2 separate regions of the Sus scrofa genome follow, and region 2 is linked to region 1. Evidence: chromatin contacts called from public Hi-C data. All regions are on one chromosome and are shown on one strand. Each heading gives the region's core, a stretch centred on a gene start, on an enhancer-like site or on the middle of the called end of the contact. The rest is flanking DNA. Distances are from core to core; before and after follow the strand shown. Region 1 overlaps FOXP1 (forkhead box protein P1). Region 2 overlaps FOXP1 (forkhead box protein P1).

The links. A called contact is a pair of places that touch in the nucleus more often than the background predicts.
Region 2: a Hi-C map of omental adipose tissue shows a contact between it and region 1, with 1.9 times the contacts expected there. The contact joins two enhancer-like sites. A contact is called at or near these places in 12 of 47 Hi-C or Micro-C datasets (alveolar macrophages, embryonic fibroblasts, fetal heart ventricle and 7 more) and 2 of 2 datasets of contacts at active chromatin or transcription factors (alveolar macrophages and skeletal muscle).

Annotation. Positions count from the first base shown.
Region 1 is chr13:52,397,861-52,404,115 of Sscrofa11.1, forward strand. All of the region lies in intron 12 of FOXP1 (forkhead box protein P1), which reads right to left. Among named protein-coding and RNA genes, the nearest start is that of FOXP1, 570 kb to the right of the region's middle. Within about 2 kb of position 2,006, at least 27 of the 83 cell types and tissues checked have an H3K27ac peak or open chromatin away from gene starts, as enhancers often do. A contact at or near this core is called in liver, omental adipose tissue and retroperitoneal adipose tissue, where this site is marked.
Region 2 is chr13:52,776,452-52,782,571 of Sscrofa11.1, forward strand. All of the region lies in intron 3 of FOXP1 (forkhead box protein P1), which reads right to left. Among named protein-coding and RNA genes, the nearest start is that of FOXP1, 190 kb to the right of the region's middle. Within about 2 kb of position 3,235, at least 32 of the 83 cell types and tissues checked have an H3K27ac peak or open chromatin away from gene starts, as enhancers often do. A contact at or near this core is called in liver, omental adipose tissue and retroperitoneal adipose tissue, where this site is marked.

The DNA.
Region 1 (6,255 bases), core at 756-3,255:
TGGCGCTTAAAATATAAGAATACACAGCAGTGACTACAGTGATCTAATGTGCTGTGTGGGCAATGAATAGACAGTCAAAATTTTTTCTAATGCTTTCATAGCTTACAGGTAAAAACTGTATTTCATTTGCATTTCTGACTAAAATCTGTTGCCCCCCACCCCCAAATGTATTCCAATGTCCTTTGCTTCTTTTTGAGCAACGGGGTTGCATCAGGCCTGTTGTTTTTGGCAAACTTGTCTAAACTTCTATTGAACATTCTAGAGATCACTAGAGGGCACTGTGGTATTTAGGCCACTCTGACCTCTGAGGGCTTGGAAAGGTCTTGAACTCCTATATAATCTCAGGAAGGTGAAAGGAGAGACGTTTTAAAGGGCAAAACATGGTTTTTTTGGTAGCACCCAGTCTTTATCACTGAAACAACTCAAAAGTGCATCAAAAGTGGGAAAGTCAGATCCATAAAAAATATTAAGCTCATTGTGCAAAACTCAAAGCCTGGTCACCTGGGATCTGAGCAGGTAAAACTTCCTCCTCCAGTTCTGGAGACTTAAATGGTGAGGCTGGAATTCTATTTGCATACACCCACCTTCCAGAAGGCTACTCCCTCTCCACGTGCTCCAGTGTCCCACACTAAGGAGAGGTAATTTCACTGCAGAACATTCAGCCTTGCAAGCCCAGAGCCACAAATGGGTTTGAAACAATTTATGATATCCGGCCTCCTTCGACATGTATTAGCATATACCTGGTTTCTTTAACATACACTTTGTTTTTCCAAAACCACAAACATAGTTGCTGGAATTTCATGTGGAAGTGCTTAAGGGGCTGGAAGTTAACACCTTTGTGATCCTTGCAGCCTCACGGTGGCTGCGAAACAAAAGCCTCTTTGTCGAGGCTTTCTTGAAATGTTTTCTTAACATGTTCCAAGTAGTTTTAGGCCGGGAACTAAAGTAAACAAGATGTTACCATGATAAAAACACTTGTGAAAACATTACAGGGCAGCGCACTTAGTAGTTTCTTTCACATAAAACTCTTCAGAGTTTTCAGAAGTGAAATCTGCAGAAGAAACATTTTTTTAGAAAGTGAGTTAGCAGTGTAATGTCCTCTCCTCTCGAGGTCCTCAGCACCTCGACCTTTTTTAAAGGGTCAGAGTTCCACCTCTGGGCCTTCTCGAGCAACATTTCTCTCCCTGTCTCCTATGAGAGCACATACAAAATTTATTTTGGCTTTCACAAGTAAGGTACATCTGACTAACATGCAAAGGAATTTGGGTTTTGATTGTTTTGTGTGGTGTTTTTCTCCATGAGGAACAACCAAAACATAAAAACAAAAACAAGAAAAGCCTAAAGTCCTATTAAATGGATACTCAGCAAGGATACAAATGTTATTAAAAAAAAAAAAAAAAGATGTTATACAAGTGACTGTTGAAAAGAAAAACTAGGGGAAATGGAAATATTTTACCCCAACGCACAAGAGTACCCAGTATTTGTGAAACTATGGGTCTGTGTCTGATTTTACATTCTAAGCTAGAAACAGGAAAAGGTGGTTGTGATTTAACCTTCAAATCCACTCCCCACCTTGCCCAAGAATGGCATGGGCTCTTTTTCAAAAAGAAAACGGCGCGTTCCGGCTGTGGTGCAACAGCATGGAGGGTGTTTTGGGAGCGCTGGGACACAGGTTCACTCCCCAGCCCCGCACAGTGGGTCAGGGATCCACCGTTGCCACAGCTGCAGCTTAGGTCACAACTGTGGCTTGGAACTGATCCCTGGCCTAGCGACTCCATATGCCACAGGGCAGCCAAAAAAGGAAAAAAAAAAAAAAAAAAAAAAAAAGAGAGAAAGAAAAAGAAAAAGGGGAAGAATTATAGCTCCTGTTTTTACTAGTGAAGACTATGTCTTTCTTCCACCTGGTTTAAAACGAAAAAAAACCTGATCCAAGCAAGGAGAGGCTGGGAGAACTCTCTGAGCTTCACCTATTTGGATGGTACAGGGTTTGTTTTTGTTTTTCTGTTATCAGAGGATTCCAAGCAATGCAGGGCCAGCGGGTGGATTTCATTAGCATGAGCTTGAGGACCTGCTGGTATCAGTTTCCTCCAACAAACACCACAGTCACATGATAACTCACGGTGGATAGATTAAAAAAAAAAAATCAACACTAAAACTGCAACTTGTTTTCAGAAGAAACAGGGAAATAAATGCACACAATAGCCTGGGTATCTGCTGATTCTGATAAAGCGTCCCTCTGTTGGCTGGGAGGGAGAGACAACAGGATGGTTATTTGTACAGGATTTATCTTTGAAATCAACGGCCCTGTGGTATACACCTCACCTTGGGAACAAACACTGCAGAAAGATCACAGAAGAGTGTCAAATCTCTGGTTCTGATTTACTAACAGTTATGATATTTCTTCCTCGGGAGGGAAAAAAATAATACAGGCTACACTTTTAGACCTATGAGCCCCCTCTCTCCCTTTCCCTTCTCTTAACCTCTCTCTCTGTTAACACTGGCATTTTATTGTCAGATGGGATTTTTATCCTGAACAGCTGATCCTGGCCTCTCTAAAAGCAACATCCTTCTGGCCTGAGCAACAGAAGATTGGAAAACAGTTACCAAGTCAAGTCAGTTACTTTACCCCTTTCATACTGAACCCTAAAAACCAGGTAGAAGAACCCAAACCCTATGCAAAGTAAAAAAAAAACAAAAAAACCCAAAACCCAAAACAGAAAAAAACCTGGTGAATAAAGCAGCTGTACCAGACAGGCATGGGTATTTTCCCGAAATATGAATAAAAACGATGAGGGCTTTGTGAATCTCAACTAAAATAACCCAGGAGAGCAACGCCCAGGGAAGGCGAAAATGTGGCTCAGCTAAAATCATAATGAGAGCAAAAATTTTAGCCCAGGTCAAAGGTCAGCAAAGTGGTCAAAGGGGCATAGCCACGCCCAGTCCTTATAGAGGGTTTTATGGCTGCTTTCTGTGCTACAGTGGCAGAGCTAAAAATGGTTGTCTTAGAGAGCGGATGGCCTCTAAAAGGCCATCATGTTTACTATCTGATCCTTTACAGAAAAAGTGTGCCACCCCTACCCTAAGGTCACATTCAACCATGTGGGACTTTTTACCAGAAATCTGTACTTAAAATTTTTATTAAAGAACAGCCTCTTCTGACACATCAAAGCTCTGCATAGTCACAACCTCTTCCCTAGGTACAAAGTCAGAAATGTTTGAAGAGTTGAAATTATTTGTCTTTAAAAAATACATGTTAAGGGAGTTCCCTTCATGGCACAGTGGTTAGCAAATTGACTAAGAACCATGAGGTTGCGGGTTCGATCCCTGGCCTTACTCAGTGGGTTAACAATCCGGCGTTGCCGTGAGCTGTGGTGTAGGTTGCAGACGCGGCTCGGATCCCGAGTTGCTGTGGCTCTGGCGTAGGCCAGTGACTACAGCTCCAATTAGACCCCTAGCCTGGGAACCTCCATATGCCGGGGGAAGCGGCCCTAGAAAAGGTAAAAAAAATAAAAAAATAAAAATAAATAAAAATAAAAATACACATTAAGTAGATAAGAAAAGAAGTATGGATGTTTTTCAGGAGTGCCTGGCACTTGCCATGGTGGACTTTTTAATTCTCACAACCCGAACTGCATGTGCTGATGCTGAGGCTCAGAAATGATACATAACCAGCTTAATGAATGCACTCATAGAAAGTGGCTTCACTACCCATTCTGCCTTTCAAGGGTTTTTTGGTACATCATGCCTTAAGCAGAAAGTATACAGTTAATAAAAGGAACTGCTTCTAACTAGGTGGTATTATATGACAGGAGCAAATACCATGAAGCCAGACTGCCTGGGTCTAGATCCTGACTCCACCTTTTTTTTTTTGGCCTTTCGGCCATGCCAATGGCATATATAAGTTCCTGGGCCAGGGACTGAACTCACACACAGCAGCAACCTGAGCCACAGAAGTGACAATACCAGATCCTTAACTCACTGAGTCACTGGGGAACTCTTTTTAAAACTGAAGCATAGGTGATTAACAATGTTGTGTTTTATATATATACATGTATAATGTCTTATACATAATGTTATACATACACTTAGTGTGTGTGAATATATATACATATGTGTGTGTCTATATACATTTTTTTCCATTATGGTTTAGCACAGGATATTGAACATAGTTCCCTGGGCTATACAGTAGGACTTTTCTTAGTTTATCTATTTTATATACAGTAGTTTACACCTGCTAATTCCAAACTCCTAATTTATCCCTCTCCCACCTTTCCCCCCCCTTTGGTAACCATAAATTTGTTTTCTCTGTGAGTCTGTTTTGAAAATAAGTTTATACGTTTGACTCTACACCTCTTATTAGCTATGTGACCTTGGGAAAACTACTTAAACTTACTGTGCCTTAGTTTCCTTATCTGTAGGTCAAGAGTAATACTACAATGTTATCACTATAAGGTGGTTGTATTAAATGAGTTATATATGTAAAACACTTGGAATTGTGTCTGTGGCACAGTTCAAGGCTATTTAGTTAAAAACTCTTACCAGGGGAGTGTAAAATTAGGGGGATTTAGAAGACAGGTGAAAAAAAAATGAAGCAACACCTAAATCAAAGTCAGAGCAGTATTACATTTTGTTGCATGTTCCTGTTGTGGCTCAGCGGGAACAAACCCGACTAGTATACACGAGGACATGGGTATGATCCCTGGCCCCACTCAGTGGGCTAAGAATCCTGTGTTGCCTCGAGCTATGGTGTAGGTCACAGATGCAGCTCAGATCTGGCATTGCTGTGGCTGTGGCACAGGACGGCTGCTGCAGCTCTGATTCAACCCCTAGCCTGGGAACCTCCATGTGTCTCGGGTGTGGCCCTAAAAAGACAAACAAACAAACTGTATTTTATTGAGTAAGACTGCCTTGAGAATCTAAGCACTACTAATGCCAATGTGCTAAAATTGAAGGAGAAAACCTCTAAAGAAGGATAATGGAAACGAAGAGTGGGCTCAGGAAAGGGGTGCTTTCAAAGTCTACGAATACAGTAGTTTGAGAAGAAATGCTTGAAACATGACTTCCTGGTAACAATGACTCTACTGGGAGATTATTCAAAGAGGCCACGTGGTTTTTGTTTGAACCACAAGAAGTTATGGTACCTCTTTCAGTCCAGTTCAATGGAAAGCAAAGTTGGTTTCACTTAAGCCAACATGATTACCCTTCAGATTGAGCAGAGATGTGGGAAATGTGAATTCACAAGAAGACTAACTTAACTTTCCACTACTTAAGGCAAGATCTTGAAACCTGAAGACAACTCTGAATTTCCAAGAGCGAAAATCATGTTGCAGAGAAAAATCAAAATCTTGAATTTGTCACGTTCGGCCAGTCAACGTGTAAACTCAGAAAAGCACCGAAAGAACTCTGAACTCCAACGGCTTTTTCTTATTCATCATTTACTCCCCCTATTCTGGTTTATAACATTCATTTTTTACTCTTGGGAATCAACTGGCTCATCTGCAGCCCCCATGTGGCTCCCAAGAGGTGAACTTTCTCTTCCTCTCTGAAGATGGGCATGTGACTCAAGCCTGGCTACCTCAATGTGATTGGTTCAAAGCTACAACACAGGACTCAAGTGGGTCGACAGGCTGCTGAGGACATTTTCCTGGGACTACTGGAAAGAGAGATGGATCTGGGATTGACAAACTTGTGGGACAGAATTCTGTCTTCTTCAGTTCCACTTGAAAAGAGCCCAAGAATGAAGGCAACACAGAGGAAGACAGAGCAAAGGGACAATGAACCAATACTTCTATAACCTTGTTCAGGCATCAGGGTCCAGTCATGCTTGCAGCCAGCTATACCACTAGACTTGCCAATTACAGTAACCAATTATTAGTCCCCATGCCCCACTTTTTTTTTTTTTTTTTGGCTTAAGCCAATTTAAGTTCCATTTCTATGGCAAATCAAAGTCTTCAGACAAAAATACGTCAATAAATAAGCACTAGGAAATACATAAGCAACAGCTTTAGGATGATACAGAGCATTCCAATTCCACTGAGCAAACATGTCATGCCATGTGCAAAAAACCACAATAAATAATAGAACGACAGGAATAAAAGTGGAAACTAAATAGGTGGTTTCCTATACAAGAGCCAGATTCCTAATACCTTTACAAGAGAAAAGGGCTTCTTTACAAAGGAATCAAGTCTAGGCTCCAATTCTAATGATTTTTAGATGCTTTTCTTTCAAACCAGATGTGGTTTGAAAGTGTGAAGT
Region 2 (6,120 bases), core at 1,985-4,484, 380 kb after region 1:
GAAAATCGCAGTTAAGCGTATCTTCGATGGTGCTCCCTTCTGGGTTTCAGGTGAAGTGTTTTTAAAAATAAGTATTCTCTAAATCCATCCTGGACGTGAAGAAAAACTTAACAAAACTGAAAATCTTCCTTTTCTAAGAAGATACATTGTAACACTTTTATTTTTTCTTAACTGGTAAAGGTATACGCCTTTATTAAAATTAAAAATTAAAGTTTCCCGAAGCACAAGGTAACAGTTGACACTTAGATGCTTTGAAGGGTCCTCTAGGGAGAAAAGGCAAGAAGGGGAAAAAAAATGTGGTGGCAGTTACAACAAATTAACAACATATAATAAAAATGCCATAAACACGTGGCATACATAATAAATCTAATCAAGTCTACAAGGCGGGCAGATAAAAATGATTAACTGCCACTATCCTTGAAAAGAAAAGAAAAATTTTGTCCCCTGTTATTCATCACAGCTAATGTTCTGACCCTAAATCTAACATGCAGATCGAACCATCTTTAGAGCAACACACTGTACCAAGGAGAACAGCCTTTTCACTTCCTATTTTATTTTCTGAGAAATCAGGAAAACAAACATGTTAGAGCCACTTTTTAATTAAAGCTGTGGCTTTTGGGGATGTTGATAAAACTTCTCAGAATCTTTGCCTCTATCAACAGAAGAAAAAAAAAAAAAAAACAAAACAAAACACAAAAAACCAACAGCAAAACCCACCAGTCTCAGAACTACTACCTGTCTGGAGGTAACATGCAGTCACTTTTTTAATTGGTTGCCTGCATTTGATTCCTGATTCTGATATGTTACCAATTTAGCAAGGCCTCCAGCCAATGAGGAATCTATATGCTAAATCTGTAAGGTGTGGACGTAAACATCTCCAAAAGGGAATGTGCGAAAACTGAAGCTCGCCTCAAAGGGAGAGTCTGTGGCATAAAAAAGACGTGGGTCACTTCCACAAGAGGCGTGCAGGTCTTCCTGCACCAAGACTATCACCTTGGCAGGGAGCAGGTCTGAGTCTGCTTTGCTCTCAGAGTTAAGATTCTCCAGAGAAAACCACTGTGACAAGAAGCGTTGCCTCAAGTGGGGATTAAACACGCTGACATATAAAAAAATAAAAAATAAGATTTGGGGGGAAAAAAAGCTGAAGAGGTTCAAATGAACAAAATCCTACTTGTTCCTCAAAAGAAAAACAAAGAGCTTTCAGAAACATCTCCTCTGAGAGATGTAATAGAATATGAGTAAATTATAACAATTAAAAACCATTAAAGATAGAATAATTGAGAATACCTGTTTGGGTAACAATGACTTTCTTGAATTCCTCATAACAGAGGGTCTATTTTTAATCACTCTTTTTGCAAAACCTTGCATAATTTAACAATAATTATGGATTTTTAATTTTTCTACATCCACAAGAACGTAAAGTGAAAACCATAAATTATATACTAACTCCAGCTGTTAAATGTTGGCATTTTGTCTTTAAAAAAAAAAAAAGTTCAAAAAAATCTGTTTCCTTAAACCAAGGAAATGTGGGAAAAGGCCATCCTGCCAGTGGAAACCTTCAGCAGCAGAAAGCTCACGCTGCGGTTTCTTGCCGAGGCAGCAAACTCCACTGAAAGAGAAGTTGCTGCCAACTCAAATACTGTTTGCTTTCACACCCAAGAACAAACTGTGTGCACGGCGAAGGCATCCGAAGGGCTGGGAGCAGCTGGAGAGGACTGGAGAAAGGTAACAGTGGTGTCAGAGCTACTGTAAACTGGTTCTCGCTTTTCTATCAGCAAGTCAGCATCCCAGAAAACAGCGCGTCCAGCAGCCCGACTTCAGTACCTGCTGTATGTAATTCAAAACCTGCTTTTTCCAAGTCAACAAGCCAAGGGACTTTTCGGAAAGGGAAGGTGGAGGGGGGGAAGATCACTCAGACAAATGAAACACAGGCTCCTTCCGTGTGATTCCAAGGGTCGGTGAGACGCAGGTTTCAACAGAGCAATGAGAAATTTCCCTCTCTCGGTGCAACATGTAAGCCACTTGCTCTGTAAGCAGGAAATGCAAAGGAAGTGTTTACTGCAACCTTGTAAACCAAAGGCAGAAAGCTCTGCCAAAGCAAACATCATGATGGCAAGGGCTTTGCTGCCCCAAAGGCCCTTCAAGTTCCCTTTCTGCCCCCACGGATGGGTGTCGCTAAGGATGTGGCAGGCGGGGGTGAGGAATTCTATAGGAAGAGAAACAGCCCAAGTCTCCAAAAAGCAAAGGTTTGTACCACGAGGACTTTCTATTCTGGTTTCAAATAAACGAAGGCCAGCTAATTGTTGGGATGGCACTATTTGAGACCCAAAGTAAAAATGGTCAAATAAGAAAATCTGTTTCTTCCCTTTGCTCATACAGCTTTGAAGTAATGTTTAAAATGATCACACAGTCGGTTAAAATGGTCAATTTCATGTTATGCATATTTTACTACAAAAAAAAAGAAATTTACCCTGCAGCGCCATGGAGGTGGGAAGAAAAGTCTTCCATCTGAGACAAACTATATGTTATGAAATTCTGCCTCCCCGTGCCTGGCATGCTCACTTCCAGAATCAAACACAGTTCATCATTTTAAGGAAGAATCTTTTTCAAAGTGGAAAATGATATGGTTTCTTCAAAAACCCCTACTTTCTCCAAGCCCCCCTCCTTCCTCCAAAACTGTGACTTAAAAAAAAAAAAAAAAAAAAAAAAAACAGCTCACAAAAATGTCATGAGCTCAAAACATGTATATAAAGGAAATGGTGAATCTGCATGAATGGAAGATCTAAATATTCCCCACCTAAAAAAATATAAAGTTTACCCAGGGCAAAAAATATCACATATTTCCAATTCCAGATTGGACCTAGTAAAGTTTCAATATTAAGAGTCAACTTTATTGACTGACTTCCTCTAGTTTAAAATTAGAAACCTTTTTCTTACTGTCCTAACCACCCACACCTACTGCCCCCGCCACAAAAAGTCTGATGGTTTAGACACAGGTTGAAAAAAAATAATCTATCCAACTAAACAAAGACCGCCTTTCTTCCACAGTGAAAGGGAGTGTAAGAATTTGCCAAGTGTTCCCCCAAGACACAATCCTACAGTAAATTCTCTGTGTCTCCAGGATGATTGATGCGATGGCATTCCCTTCTTTCATCGCTCCCTACCTTGTCTGGTTGCTGGTGAAAACCAGGAAGCCACAGACACACACACTTCGGCCTTTTGCTTGTATGGGCCTCAATTCTCCAATGCCAGCTTGCTGCCAATGTCCTTGTAGCCAATGGTAAACAGGCCACAGGGTTCAAGTTAACTGCGGAGTGTTACCACACTGAACATCTGGTCATGAATGAACGGATTGCCCACTAACTCTCAGCATTGGGCAGCTGATGAAAAATTCAACATTTTCCTTGTTGGCACAGTTGTTTTGGAGAATTCTCTAGAGCTTCCTGAATTATATTAAGAAAATTTCACTGCAGCAATCTATATCTGTGAGAACAGCTGGTGTTGAAAGGGATCTGCTGCTCTCTCCCCGTGCTGGGGGACCTCATGTTGGATGAGGACACTTTTACTACATTTGTCCTTGAAAACTCAGCCTCCGCTCTGAGGTACCGGAGAGAGCAAATGGCAGGAAGGCAGCTACCGGGTGATGGATTCCATGCACATGAACCTCTTAATTCGGTACGGTGGGGGCAGGCAGATCTATCACCCAGCTGAGAGGACATTAAGATCAAAACAGTACATGATGGAGATGTGTCTTGAAAAATATAGCCAAATGGTCATCAAAACTATTGCTGGGTTCTGAAATCAGGTCGGTCCCACCATGCCTGTACATTGGCTGAAGATTTTCAGTATAAAATAACAGTCCTTGGCAAAACCCAAGGAGAGGCGATGTGTCCAAACATTAGTGTTCCACCACATGACCGAGTTTAAACTCGGCAGGGCCCTTTATTTTACCTAATGGTGACACAATTAGAGCAAATCAAATGTAACATGTGCTATTAGGCTCAGGACGGAAAGGAGGCACACTGACAGAAGGGTCCGTGAAGGCTGAAGAAAAGAAATTCTCTAAAAATATAACAGTGGCGTTTAAAGAAATTAACTTGTTAATGGATATATGTGATATATTATTATTCTTTCTGGTCGAAAAAAAAAAGGAAGTGGTAAACTTAAGTCAAGCTAAATTTAGGCTATTATCTATGCAGCATAAATTTCACTTCTGTGTATAAATGCTAACTTGCATATTTCTCCATGGTAACTAAACTATGATTAAAACAACAGTGAAACCAGCCTTTAAAGCCACCTGTTTAACTAGGAACAACCTAATTTACAAAAATACTTAAACTTTGGAAATTTCATGGGCATCTATATCACGCTTCTCCCAGTAGAAAGCTCACTTTTCCATGAACATATAATTGCAATGTACTTGGCCTAGGTCGTAATCATTCTTTTTTTAACTAGTGTAATTTTTTCATGTATTGTTCACTCTAACATAAGTGGTATTTAAGATTATAAAGAATAAGACTCTAATAACTCTTTCCAAAAAGGAAGTTATTTTACCACTTGGAAGGGATTAATTTACCTAGAAAGTGTCTTCACATTTTACAAAAAGAACTAATGAAAGAAGTGAGGAAATTCCAAACTGAAATGACTATTTGAGATGGCAGGCCACATTCAAACTAATTTTTCTTTTTTTTATTGAGATAGCCTTGTAATTTACTAATGAAGAAATGGGCTATTTTATTGGTGAAATTAAAGAAATAATTATAATATGTCCAAGAATAGTAAAAACGTAGGTATAAGCAATATTTTCTTACTTAATTATAAAACATAAAAGTAGATTTGAATGTGAATCATTTTGAAACCTTAGAATTAGGTTTGGAATTTAAATACTGAAAACCCCTTGAACTTGAAACATAATCATAATAGGTCAGGTTTGGTGTGAAATTCATGACTCATATTCATGACACATATTCAGAAATGCCTCATACTAAAACTTTATTATAATCAAAAATTGATCCTCAGTTTTTTTGTCTCCTGGTCTTTACATGATGTAATGTCTAAGGCCACATTTCACACTGCTAAGTAATGATGACTGTATGAGACTCACGATAAAAAAACCTCATAAAATGTCACAATTTATAATTTTATGTATACTTGCTTCTCTAATATCACGTCCATTTGCACAGAGGATGCTAATTAGATAACAATGGTATTACTATAAAGTCTATAAAACCTGTCTTTAAAACCAAATTCTGTTAAAAATAGTCTTTTCAAGCTGACATAGCCCATTTCCAGGGTCATGTTTAAAATAATTAGGGGTATTGCTAGTAAATGTTCTAATAAAACTTGAAAATGATTTCTAAGCAAAATGCGAAATTTTCTAAAACTTAACAATAAAGTCTTCCAGTAATCTGAGATAATCTTTCCAAAGGGTGTCTATGAAATCAAAGAAGTGTAAGATTTTAAAATTCAAATTCCCTGGGGCCATTTATACGGCTCCTGAAAACTAATCTTGGAGAATTGGACCGATGGAATCTGTTATCCTATCTGATTCTCTGACGCATACAAATGCCCTGCTGGGCAGAGCAAGAGATTCTGAGATGCAGACACTGACAAAAGCCAACTCCTGCATCCAAAATGTCAACTACCGAGACCAAATCTCCACTAGAACTATCAGCTCCCAAAGAACAGCATGTCAACTGCTCATATCCACAAGCCCAAATCCCAGGTGCTCCCAGGTGATCAGCAGTTATTTTTGGAGGTATGGGATTCTGGTCTTATAAGAACTCTGGTGAGTCCTCTTTAAAGATAAGTTCTTTAAAACTAACAGTTAACCCTTCTTTTTAAGCTTTCTCATATCTCAAAGTCGGTCTGGCTAAGAGACGAGAAAGCTAGGAGACAGAATTCCATAGATGGTGACCATTTGTTTTAACATCCCAGGCCTTAAAAGAGCAGATCAAACACTTATCTATGAGTGTGAGCCAGTACCTGAGAACCATTTAAGGAATAAGGTAAAAACATCCATCATGATTTATCTGCTTGGTTTTTGCTAAGTAGTATGGCATCTTCCTAATGGCGAGGGGAAAAAAAATGCATTTTTTAAATTAAGAAAATTTAGTAATT